Regions from separate parts of the Macaca mulatta genome. Here region 2 is linked to region 1. A link is a contact called in public Hi-C data. All regions are on one chromosome and are shown on one strand. The core of a region is the stretch at or near the end of the contact, and the rest is flanking DNA. Distances in the headings are between cores, read along the strand shown. Region 1 holds the start of SLC2A6 (solute carrier family 2 member 6). Region 2 holds the start of SURF6 (surfeit 6).

Region 1 (5,813 bases), core at 1,022-3,521:
GGCGCGATCTCAGCTCACTGCAAGCTCCGCCTCCCGGGTTCCCGCCATTCTCCTGCCTCAGCCTCCTGAGTAGCTGGGACTACAGGCGCCCGCCACCGCGCCCGGCTAATTTTTTGTATTTTTAGTAGAGACGGGGTTTCACTGTGGTCTCGATCTCCTGACCTTGTGATCCGCCCGCCTCGGCCTCCCAAAGTGCTGGGATTACAGACGTGAGCCACCGCGCCCGGCTATTTTTTCAAGAAGGCTCTCTCTCTCACTCCAGCACAAAACAGACTGGACTGCTTTGGTGTGATCACAGCTCACTGCAGTCTCAAACTCCTGGGCTGAAGCAATCTTCCCACCTCTGCCTTCCGAGTAGCTGGGACCACAGGCACTCGCCATCACACCTGGATAATTTGTGTTAGTTTTTTGTAGAGACAGGGTCTCACTTTGTTGCCCAGGCTGGTATCAGACTCCTGGCCTCAAGCAGTCCTCCTACCTTGGCCTCCTAAATGCTGGGACAGGCACACACCACTGTGCCTGGCCTAAAGTTGAGTTTAAAAGAAAAAAATACATTAAAAAAAAAGAGAAGGCCAACTGCAGTGGCTCACGCCTGTAATCCCAGAACTTTCTGAGGCTGAAGCAGGAGGATCACGAGGTCTGTAGCTTGAGACCAACCTGGCCAACATGGTGAAACCCCGTCTCCACTAAAAATACAAAAATTAGCTAAGCGTGGTGGCACATGCCTGTAATCCCAGCTACTTGGGAGGCTGAGGCAGGATGATCACTTGAACCCAGGAGGCGGAGGTTGCAGTAAGCTGAGATTGCACCACTGCACTCCAGCCTGGGCAACAGACCGAGACTCCGTCTCAAAAAAAATACATAGATATGTTTATATGTAAAAATGCATACATATATGCTTATATGTAAAAACACATACATATATATGCATACATGTAAAACACATACATATATGCATGTATTTAAACACATACATGTAGGCATGTATGTAAAACAAACATGTATGCATGCGTGTGAAACGCGTGTGTGCATGCGTGTGAAAACACATGCGTGTGTGCATCCGTGTAAAAATGCGTGCGTGTGTGCATGCGTGTAAAAATACATGCATATATGCGTGCATGTAAAAATACATATATGTGTATATATGGCCATGAGGACTGTGCAGCCTGATCACTATACCGGGTGTGCCTGAGTCCAAAGCCTATGATCTTGACGGCAAGAAAACGATGATGTAAAGGGGCTACAGGATTTAATGAGGGCCCAAATACGCAAAATAGGCACATGGAGAAAAGACTGGAAGAAAAGAGGCTAAAATGCCTTCAAGATCAGGCTGACGGGAGATGGATGTGATTCTCTTTATTGTTCTATTATGTTTTTATTTCAATCATAATAAGGGGAATTCTAACTTTTAAAAATGCTTTACTACGTTAATAGCTAAACATGGGAAATGACCCAAATACTCAGCAACAAAGGATCCGTTTAAAAGCGTGTGTGGCACGTCCATCCAGCAGAGCAGGGCGTGATTTCGTCCTCTTCCCGAAAAGGCCCAAAGAGAGAGGTGGAACTGCTGTGGGATTTTTTGAGGACGGGCTTCCCGGGAATTTTCCATTTCTGCTTTTCTTATTTTTCAATGTTATCTTACTACCTGGGTGACGTGTCACGAGTTCAGGTTATTTCTACCATCAGAGCCTGGGGTGGAGGATACAGACCTCGCCCACTGCAGCTGCCCACAGCGCCCCGCCCGGCCCCTCCTGCCTCCTTCGTCCCGCACATCCGCTGCTGCCCTGACACACCGCGATTCCCTGGTGCCAGGGAGAGCCAGGGCAGAGGTGGCCCTGAGACGCCACGCAACAGGGAGAGCTAGAGCATAAGGCGGAGCGAGGTGCGCATTCGCTGTGACCTGGCGAGCGGCTTCACCTCTCTGGGCCTCGGTTTCCACCCCGCGGGAGCGGGTACGACGGGGCCTGCGCGCATTGCCGCAGTCACGCCTGCAAGACCCGGGCCGGGTGAGCAGCTCCCGGCGCTCCGCGAGGACCCCGGACTATCTGGCAGGGGCTCCGCCCTGGGACCCCCATCCTGTCTCGGGGGCGGGACCTTTGGGTGCGCACGCGGTGCGGGCCGCGCCCTGGGAAGCCGGGTCCGCATCCGAGCATCAGGACAGCGTGCGGCCGCCTCATTGGCCGGCGCGGCTCTGCAGGGCCATCCCGCAGCCAATCGCGACTGAGGGGCGGGGCCTGGCCGGTGGAGCTGCGGGCCCGGTGCGGCTGCTCCAGTCTGAGCGCCCTCCGCTCGCCCGGAGAGAGACCCGGCCATGCAGGAGCCGCTGCTGGGAGCCGAGGGCCCGGACTACGACACCTTCCCCGAGAAGCCGCCCCCGTCGCCAGGGGACAGGGCGCGGGTCGGGTGAGAGTCGCTGGGTTGGGGACTGGGGGTGGGGCCTGGGGGTGGCTCTGGTTCCCTGCCGCCGGCGGCGCGCTCCCACCCTGGGCCTCCCCTGACCTAGTCGCCACCGAGGGGCCATCTGGCTCCCTCCTGTCCCGGACAAGCTACTCCTATTTAAGGAACCGGTGCCTCTAAGGGAAGGAACGATCCACGGGAGTACCGGGCCCAGCCCCCTACTGCCACAGACAGGAAGACTGAGGCCCCAACGAGCAAGGGGTCTGCCTGAGGTCACACAGCAAGCCTCCAGCCGCAGACCTGGGGGCAGAACCAGAGCCTCCTCTTCCGGAGAAAAGGCCCCAGTACCAGAGGCTCAGCCACGGCGATGAGCTAACAATGGCCTGGGAATTTCCCAGGGGAGCTGGGGCTCAGGCCCTGGGAACCTGAATGGCCTTGGACCCAGGCCTCCCCAGCACTGCCCGCTGAGCTGGGCAGCCACTGGGTTCAGAAAAGGCAATGGTTCCTGGAGGAGGGACTCAGAGACCCTGGTCCTTTTGTCCGCCACCATCACCAGGGCCCTGCAGAACAAAAGGGTGTTCCTGGCCACCTTCGCCGCAGTGCTCGGCAATTTCAGCTTTGGGTATGCTCTGGTCTACACATCCCCTGTCATCCCAGCCCTGGAGCACTCCTTGGATCCCGACCTGCATCTGACCAAATCCCAGGCATCCTGGTTCGGGGTAAGGACCATCCTCGGAGGAGGGTGGGTGCAGGGAGCAGGGACCTGCTGAGCCTTGTCCCCAGCTAGGGACCTCCCAAATTCTCCACCTTGGGAGCCCCTCCAGGGCTCCCCCCGCCCCCAGCCATCTAGGCCACTGGTGGGTGGGGTAAAGCTACAGGATTCCTCTGAAATGAGGAACTGAAAGCCAGTGGAGAGGGTGAAGGAAGGAGCAGGTGGGGAGGTGGCTGTCAGGGTCTACACTAGGTAGGGTTGAGGCTTCCCCAGGTCCCCACACCCACAGTTGGCTGGATGGGGGCAAGGGTATCAGGTGTCAGTGGGGAGAGGCACTGGCTGGGGCAAGGAGGGTCTGCAGGATAGATTGTGGGCTGATGGAGAGGAAGATCCCAAAGTCCCAGAGTCTAGAATTACAATCTTAATAGCCTCAGATGTAGTTACAACATAGTAGTTAAGATAAGATTTACTGAGCACTTCCTATGTGCCAGGCACGTGTTGGGCACTGAACGTTCATTGACTCCCAGGGCCAACCCCACGAGGTAGAACTCTCCCTGTAAGACAGCCCAAGAAACTGAGGCTCAGACAGGCTGGGCAATGTGCCCAGGTCCCACTACCAGTTAGCAGAGTCCAGAGGGGGTCCCAGTTGCTGCTGTACAGGGAACTTAAGAACCTCCAAATCTTAAAGCCCAGGGCCTTCAAGTCACAGAATTCTCCTGTATTAAAATATTAGACATTTAAACATCAGGCTGGACAGAACCACTGTGTACATGTGGCAGTGCCTCTTCCTTAGAGCAGAACTCCCTGTTTGAGCATCCCTAACAAATGGCTGTCCCTTGAAGACAGGAGGCTCCCTGCTTCAAGTGCTTGACTTGGTCAAGTGCTTGACCAGCTCCTGGGGTCGGCCTAGAGAAGAAGCTGTCCCTGGACTCTGATGAGAGTGGGGTGCGCAGTGCCCAGACATATCTGCCCTGCACCCCCTTCCCCTGCAGTCCGTGTTCACCTTGGGAGCAGCAGCCGGAGGCCTGAGTGCCATGATCCTCAACGACCTCCTGGGCCGGAAGCTGAGCATCATGTTCTCAGCTGTGCCGTCGGCGGCCGGCTATGCGCTCATGGCGGGTGCGCACGGCCTCTGGATGCTGCTGCTCGGAAGGACGCTGACGGGCTTCGCCGGGGGGCTCACAGCCGCCTGCATCCCGGTAAGGCCAGGCCTTCCCACCCAGGGGCCCCAGTGCCTCTGTATTGGTGCTGAGCCTCCATCTGACTAAGGCCTCCCGGCCTCCATGCCTTCTGGGCAATGAGAATTGTTTGCCTTCCCTGCAGATGCCCTCAGCTCACCCCCAGCAGGGCAGCTAATTTGGGGGAAATTGTCTCCAGGTCCCCGGCTGCCCCCACTCTGGACTTTCCAAGCCTTCTACCCCATTTCTTGACTGGTCAGATGTATTACTCAATTGGAGAAAATCCGCATTGAGCAATGGGTAGGAGAGGGAAGTCCCTGCCCGACACCCGCCCTGGGACCTTCTTATTTTATCCGGTACTCCACACGGGGCCTGGTGAGCCCAGCAGAGGAGACAGAACTCACTGGGAGGCACGGACTCACCTGCTCAGCCCTGGAGCCTGGGAGCCCTCGGGCCTCCTTCCCAGCATCATGCTGCTCATTTCCGAGCTAAGTCCTTCCACCCACCTCACAGTTAGGGAAACTGAGGACAGAGGGAGATCAGGCAGGCCGCCCAAGGTCCTGCAGTGAGTCATGACCAGGACACAGCCCCACCAGAAAGCCTCCACTTCCCACTTTCCGGGGTTCACAGGGGCCGCCCCCCCCCATCTTGGCCGGGCCTAGGAACCCGCATTCTCAGCAAAAGCTGGTGCGGCGGCTGTGTCTTGCAGGTGTACGTGTCTGAGATTGCTCCCCCAGGCGTTCGTGGGGCTCTGGGGGCCACACCCCAGCTCATGGCAGTGTTCGGATCCCTGTCTCTCTACGCCCTTGGCAAGTATGGCCCTGCACTCCTGTGTGCAGGCTGGCGGGAGGGGTGGGTGCCGCCAAAGTAGACGTGGGTGGAAAGGGAATGATTTGCCCCAGAACAGATCCTGGGCTGAGAGGCAAGAGATCTGGCATCCCGGCCCCACTCAGCCAGCACCTTGCTGTGCACCTCCAGGCAGGGCCTGCCCCTCTAGCCACAGGCCCAGTCCCTAGCTGGGGCAGCCAGGGCTTCTGCTGGACCCACAGTCGCCAGACTGTATTTTAACGGCAGAAAGCTTCCATCAAATGCCATCTCAGATGGGAAGTCCAGACAGAAAAGAAATCACAGCGCATGCAGCTGCTCAGTTGAAGGGGCGTGGAGGTGTTGGGTGGAGGCCCAGGGCCTTGCCTGCCCAGCCTAGTCCTTCCTCATCCGGCCCTGGCCCTAAGACTTTCCAAGGACTTCCCACTATGTGCCAGGGGCTGAGCAATCCCTGCAGCCCCACCCTGCCTGGGGCAATCAGGGTAGGCTTCCTATAGGAGGTGGCCCTTGGACTAGACTTTAAAGGGCAGATGAGGTTATTCAGAGGCTCCAGAGGGAAAGGGCTCTACCAGGCCTGGACCTGGCCCCTCACCCGCTCCTCGCCCCCAGGCCTCCTGCTGCCGTGGCGCTGGCTGGCTGTGGCCGGGGAGGCGCCCGTGCTCGTCATGATCCTGCTGCTCAGCTTCATGCCCAACTCGCCG
Region 2 (5,813 bases), core at 1,713-4,212, 150 kb after region 1:
GGGCCATTCCTTTTTGAACAGTTCCCATTCCCTTAATGTCTACAATATCACCCTTCTTATTGATTCACATACACGTGGCCAAAGGAACAACTGCATGTTTTCTAAATGGCTTAGAGAACACGTATCAGGTACCTCTCCTCTTTCCCTTTGTGTTTGTCATTTTGGCCAGTTACTGGAAGATGGCGGTTCCAGCTGAAAAGCTTTTATGCCTGTTTTTATTGTGTGTTGCATGTGGTTGTTATTTTGGAGTCTTAAAATGTAGAACAGGACCAGGTCAGGCATGGTGGCTCATGCCTGTAATCCCAAAACTTTGGGAAGCCAAAATGGACAGATCACTTAAGGTCAGGAGTTTTGAGACTAGTCTGGGCAACATGCCAAAACCCCTTCTCTACTAAAAAAAATATATAGAAATTAGCTGGGCGTGGTGGCTCACGCCTGTAATCTCAGCACTTTGGGAGGCCGGGGCAGGCAGATCACTTGAGGTCGGGATTTCGAGACCAGCCTGACCAACATGGAGAAACCCCGTCTCTACTGAAAATACAAAAATTAGCCAGCCGTGGTGGCGCATGCCTGTAATCTCAGCTGCTCGGGAGGCAGAGGCAGGAGACTCGCTTGAACCCAGGAGGCGGAGGTTGCAGTGAGCCGAGATTGGGCCACTGCACTCCAGCCTGGGCAACAAGAGCAAAACTACCTCAAACAAAAAAAAAAAAAAAAAAAAAAAAGAAAGAAAGAAAAAGAAATTAGCCAGGCATGGTGGCACGCGCCTGTAGTCCCAGCTACTTATGAGACTGAGGCAGGAGAATCACTTGAACCCAGGAGGTGGAGATTGCAGTGAGCCAAGATCATACCATTGCACTCCAGCCTGGGAGAAAGAGTGAGACTCCCCGTTTCAAAAAAATAAAACAGGACCAGAGTGGTGGTGAGATGGGAGTGAGTCCAGTCGGATTCTGAAGGTGCTGTGAAGGCACAGTTGACAGGATTTGCTAAAGCACTGGATGTGGGGAATAAGAAAGGAGTCAGTGGTTTCAAGGTCTGGCCCAAGCACCTGGAAGGATGGAGCTGCTTTAACTGAAAGAAGGGTTGGCAGTTAGAGGAAGAGATGGGGCTTGGGGGGGTCAGATGCCCATTCTGAACTCAGTAGGTGATGGTGTTAAGATACCCAGCAGTTCAGGGGAGTCAGCAGCAGCGTCACACCCATCCCCCATGCAACATCACCTCTAGCTTGGTCTGAATGGCAGTGGGATGTCAGAACTAATTAACCTTAGTATCACTGTAGTTGGCATTCAACCCCCACACTGCTAAATTTGACTGCCTTTTTTAAAAATGAAAAAAGTATATGTTTCTTGAGACAACCTGGCACTCCAGGCTAGAATGCAGTGGCGTGATCTTGGCTCACTGCAACCTCTGCCTCCCGGGTTCAAGTGATCCTCTCTTCTCAGTCTCCTGAGTAGTGGGATTACAGGGGCCGGCCACCATGCTGGGCTAATTTAATTTTTTGTGTGTGTGGAGGCAGGGTTTCACTATGTTGCCCAGGCTGGTTTCCAACTCTAGGGCTCAAGTGATCCTCCCACCTTGGCCTCCCAAAGTGCTGGGATTACAGGCGTGAGCCACTGTGCCCGGCCAAAAAAATTTTTTTAAATCACCTCATGGCAGAAGTTAGGGGAAGAAAGTTTAGTTCTGTTTCAAATACAACAGTTCTTACTGTTTCTAATATATATATATTAGCAGCCACGTTTTCAAATTGTAATTTAAGACTCAAGTTCTCCCTTCTCGACCAACAGGGTGGCCCTGGAAGGGGCTCTGGGTCCTTAACGAGCCTGTAATTTTCCAGTGCAGGAACTGGGGTGTGGTGGTCCCAAGCCTCAGACCATGACCTCTCCTTTCTCCTGCCCCTAGTGAGTTATTATAAAGGCCACATCTTGTGTTAAATATCGTAGTGTGGGCCGGGCACAGTGGCTCATGCCTGCAATCCCAGCACTATGGGAGGCAGAGGTGGGTGGATCACCTGAGGTCAGGAGTTCCAGACCAGCCTGGCCAATATGGTGAAACCCCGTCTCTACTAAAAATACAAAAATTAGGCCGGGCGCGGTGGCTCACGCCTGTAATCCCAGCACTTTGGGATGCCGAGGCGGGCGGATCACGAGGTCAGGAGATCGAGACCATCCTGACTAACACGGTAAAACTCCGTCTCTACTAAAAAATACAAAAAATTACCCGGGCGTGGTGGCGGGCGCCTGCTACTCGGGAGGCGGAGGCAGGAGAATGGCGTGAACCCGGGAGGCGGAGGTTGCAGTGAGCCTAGATCTCGCCACTTCACTCCAGCCTGGGCAATAGAGCGAGACTCCTTTCCCGGGGCGGAGGGAAGATCGTAGTGTGTAAGTCTATTTTTCAGAGCAAAAGTCACTGCGCAGGGGCTCTTCCTTGAACACGCCGGCTCCCTCCCGCCCAACACTTCTCCCTTTTCCCCTGGGGCTTTCTTTGGCGCTGCCCTCACCTGACAGTCACACGCTTGCCAGGTTTATCAGCCACCTCTACGGCAGACACTAGCCAAGAGCACATCTGTGTGTGTGACACACTGCTTGTGTCCCCTAGGACTGAACCTAGGGCCTGCCACGTGCCAGGCGCTCAGTCTGCGTCCGCCTGAGACCGGAGGCCCCCCACTCCAAAGGACTGAATGAATGTACTGCTGGTCATTCACTCATTTCGCCCCTACTCAGGAGGGCCTGCTGCGCCGGGTGTAGGGGTGAGGGGAGCGCAGGGACACGTGCGGGACCCGGGTGATGGAGGCGCTGAGGCCCGGCCTCGGGGTCCCCGGCTGCACCCACTCCCGGCGGAGATTGGCTGCCCTCGGCCCACAATACTGTGCTCTCCGCCCCGCGCGCCGCTTCCGGCGGAGTCAGGCCTGACTAATCGAGCGCTCGGGCTGGCGGCTCGGCGCTCGTCTGGCGGCGCCTGCCCGTGTGGTGGTTTCCGGCGGACGTGGTGAGAGTCGCACGCGCAGCCGGGAAGGTGTGAGTTGTGAACGGCTCGGGTCTCCGCCATGGCCTCTCTACTTGCCAAGGACGCCTACCTGCAGAGCCTGGCCAAGAAGATCTGCTCCCATTCGGGCCCGGAGCAGCAGGCGCGCACGCGGGGTAACGCACATGGCCGGGCTGGGACTGAGGGGCCTGCGAAACGGGGAGGCGGCCGGAGCCGGTGTAGACGAGTCCGTAAAGTACTGGAAAAAAAAATCTAAGTGACTTGTGAAATTACCGCCGTTTCCCTTGCTTTTTTTTTTTTTTTTTGGAGACAGAGTCTCGCTCTGTCCCCCAGGCTGGAGTGCAGTGATGAGATCTCGCCTCACTGCAAGCTCCGCCTCCCGGATTCAAGAGATTCTCCTGTCTCAGCCTCCAGAGTAGCCGGGATTACAGGCGCGCGTCACCACGCCCAGCTAATTTTTGTATTTTTAGTAGAGAGGGGGTTTAGTAGAGACAGGAGTAACGGTCAGTCAGTGGGAAAAGACCCTTTCAGTCCCTTCATTACGGACATGGTGCGGTGTGGGGAGGAGGAGGATGGCAGAGGGCTCCTGCCCTTAGGGTTCTCATGGCCTGGTGACCAGGCTGCACAAGGGAAGTAGACAATCGGGCGGGGAAGCCGACAGCGGGGACTTGTCAGTGCTGTCTGGGCCCAGGAGGAGAGGAGAGCAGCAGCGTCTCTGGACCCACCAGAGGTTAAACAGGGTTTCCTTTTTATTCAAGGACGGTATATCGGTGATAGCAAATCCAAAATCTTGTGACTTTTCTCATTACTCAGTATGTCTTCCGTCTGTCTTTCTCATCCTTTTTCAAGTTTTTTTTTTGTTTCCATTTATTAAAACAATTCAGCTCCTACTTTACATACTGATTTCTCCCATTTAAAAAGTAAACATTGTCCTGGCATGGGGCCTCACGCCTGTAATCCCAGAACTTTGGGAGGCCGAGGCAGGCGGATCACAAGGTCAGGAGATCGAGACCATCCTGGCCAACATGGTGAAACCCCGTCTCTACTAAAAATACAAAAATTAGCCGGGCACAGTGGTGGACGCCTGTAATCCCAGCTACTCAGGAGGCTGAGGCAAGAGAATCGCTTGAACCCGGGAGGTGGAGTTTGCAGTGAGGAGAGATCATGCCATTGCACTCCAGCCTGGGCAACACAGCGAGACTCTGTCTCAAAAAAAAAAAAAAAAAAAAAAAGTAAACCTTACCCCCAGCAGCTAAAATGAAAGCCCTTGTCATTGTGTTTGATGGCAACATGGTAGCTTATTGTGAAGCAGGGTCAGAAATTGTTAGTAGAGGTGGATATTCAGGTTTTTCTAATTTTTCACTCAAATAATATGATGAACGTCCTTGAAGCCTGGTCTTTGTGCATGATGGATGCTCACAAGCAGAACTACTTGGTCAAGGTTATGGTTCTGAGCTCTAGGATCAGTGTGTCTCTGCCTCCCAATCCTGATCCTCTTTCTGCATCCTCCTAGGATCAAAGCCTTGGTGAGCCTTTCCTGCCTATTGAATGGGCCATGAGATTGGCAAGGCAACTCTTTCTTTCTTTTTTTTTTTTTGGGACGGAGTCCTTTTCTGTTGCCCAGGCTGGAGTGCAGTGGAGTGATCTCAGTTCACTGCAACCTCCACATCCCAGGTTCAAGCTATTCTCCTGCCTTAGCCTCCTGAGAGGCTGAGATTACGAGCGCCTGCCACTACGCCTGGCTAATTTTTTGTATTTTTAGTAGAGACGGGGTTTCACCATGTTAGCCAGGCTCCTCTCGAACTCCTGACCTTGTGATTCGCCTGCCTCAGCCTCCCAAAGTGCTGGGATTACAGGTGTGAGCCACCGCGCCCAGCTGGGACGGCAACTCTTTCTTATTTTGCATTTCAGCTGGCAAAACTCGAGGCTCAGAAGCTGCAGGGCCCCCAAAAAAGAAAAGGAAGAAAACACAAAAGAAATTCCGGCAGCGGGAAGAGAAGGCTGCTGAGCACAAGGCCAAGTCCTTGGGAGAGAAGTCTCCAGCAGCCTCTGGGGCCAGGAGGCCTGAGGCAGCCAAAGAGGAAGCAGCTGGGGCTTCCAGTTCATCAGGGAACCCTGCAGGTGAGAGGCGTCAGGACATGTTGGTTCTGTGCAGGGCGGGGCTGGGGCCGGGCTTGGGCTTGGTCCCCTCTGCTTTTAAAAAAAAGCATTGTCAGGCACACAGGGATAGCACAAGACTTCCCCAAGAGCAAAGATCCCGGGAGCGCTAGGGTGGATGGGACCGAAGGAACTGTATGGCGTTCCAGGCCACGTGGCTAGTAGGATGTCGGGGGCAAGGCCATGTCTCTCTGAGGACCTGGAGCAGCTTGACTTGAGCTTCACTGTCCTCAGGTCTCTGCAGGGGCGTCGTGAGAGCCCACTTGTTCTGGGGCGCAGGCTACAGAATGTGGAGGAGGTGGTTTGGCTGGCGCCGTAGGGCGTGTTTTCTCATACCACAGTGTCCTACCTTGCAAGGCACTCAGTTACCTGTCCTGGAGGATGTTGTAGGAACCAGTCTAGGTTGAAGCAGTGGAATAGAATTTACTGAAATTGCCCTGCAGATCCATGAGTGGCCACAGTGGGACAGGGATTCGTGGCCCTAGGGAGGGAGGGGGAGAGGGAGAGAGGGCCCCCTGCAGTCCTGTCTCCTTCCCTGCAGATGGCCTGGCCACTGAGCCTGAGTCTGTCTTTGCACTGGATGTTCTGCGACAGCGACTGCATGAGAAGATCCAGGAGGCCCGGGGCCAGGTAGGCAGGCAGGTTTGCTGGAGTGCTGTCACTGCTCTACCTGTGTT

The links. A called contact is a pair of places that touch in the nucleus more often than the background predicts.
Region 2: a contact with region 1 is called in a Hi-C map of CD4 T cells, with 3 times the contacts expected there. The contact joins the promoter of SURF6 here to the promoter of SLC2A6 in region 1. A contact is called at or near these places in 3 of 14 Hi-C or Micro-C datasets (CD4 T cells, fetal cortex germinal zone and liver).

Annotation. Positions count from the first base shown.
Region 1 is chr15:9,040,900-9,046,712 of T2T-MMU8v2.0, forward strand. It overlaps SLC2A6 (solute carrier family 2 member 6), which reads left to right and starts at 2,272. Exons shown (of 11, transcript XR_013405324.1): 1 at 2,272-2,403; 2 at 2,954-3,116; 3 at 4,102-4,308; 4 at 4,997-5,096; 5 at 5,722-5,813.
Region 2 is chr15:9,187,938-9,193,750 of T2T-MMU8v2.0, forward strand. It overlaps SURF6 (surfeit 6), which reads left to right and starts at 2,963. Exons shown (of 5, transcript NM_001194177.2): 1 at 2,963-3,134; 2 at 4,891-5,100; 3 at 5,678-5,766. The coding sequence starts at 3,041. LOC144334990 (a long non-coding RNA gene) reads left to right here. Exons shown (of 3, transcript XR_013405335.1): 2 at 777-1,514; 3 at 1,991-2,130. It overlaps LOC144334989 (a long non-coding RNA gene), which reads right to left and starts at 733. Exons shown (of 2, transcript XR_013405334.1): 1 at 663-733.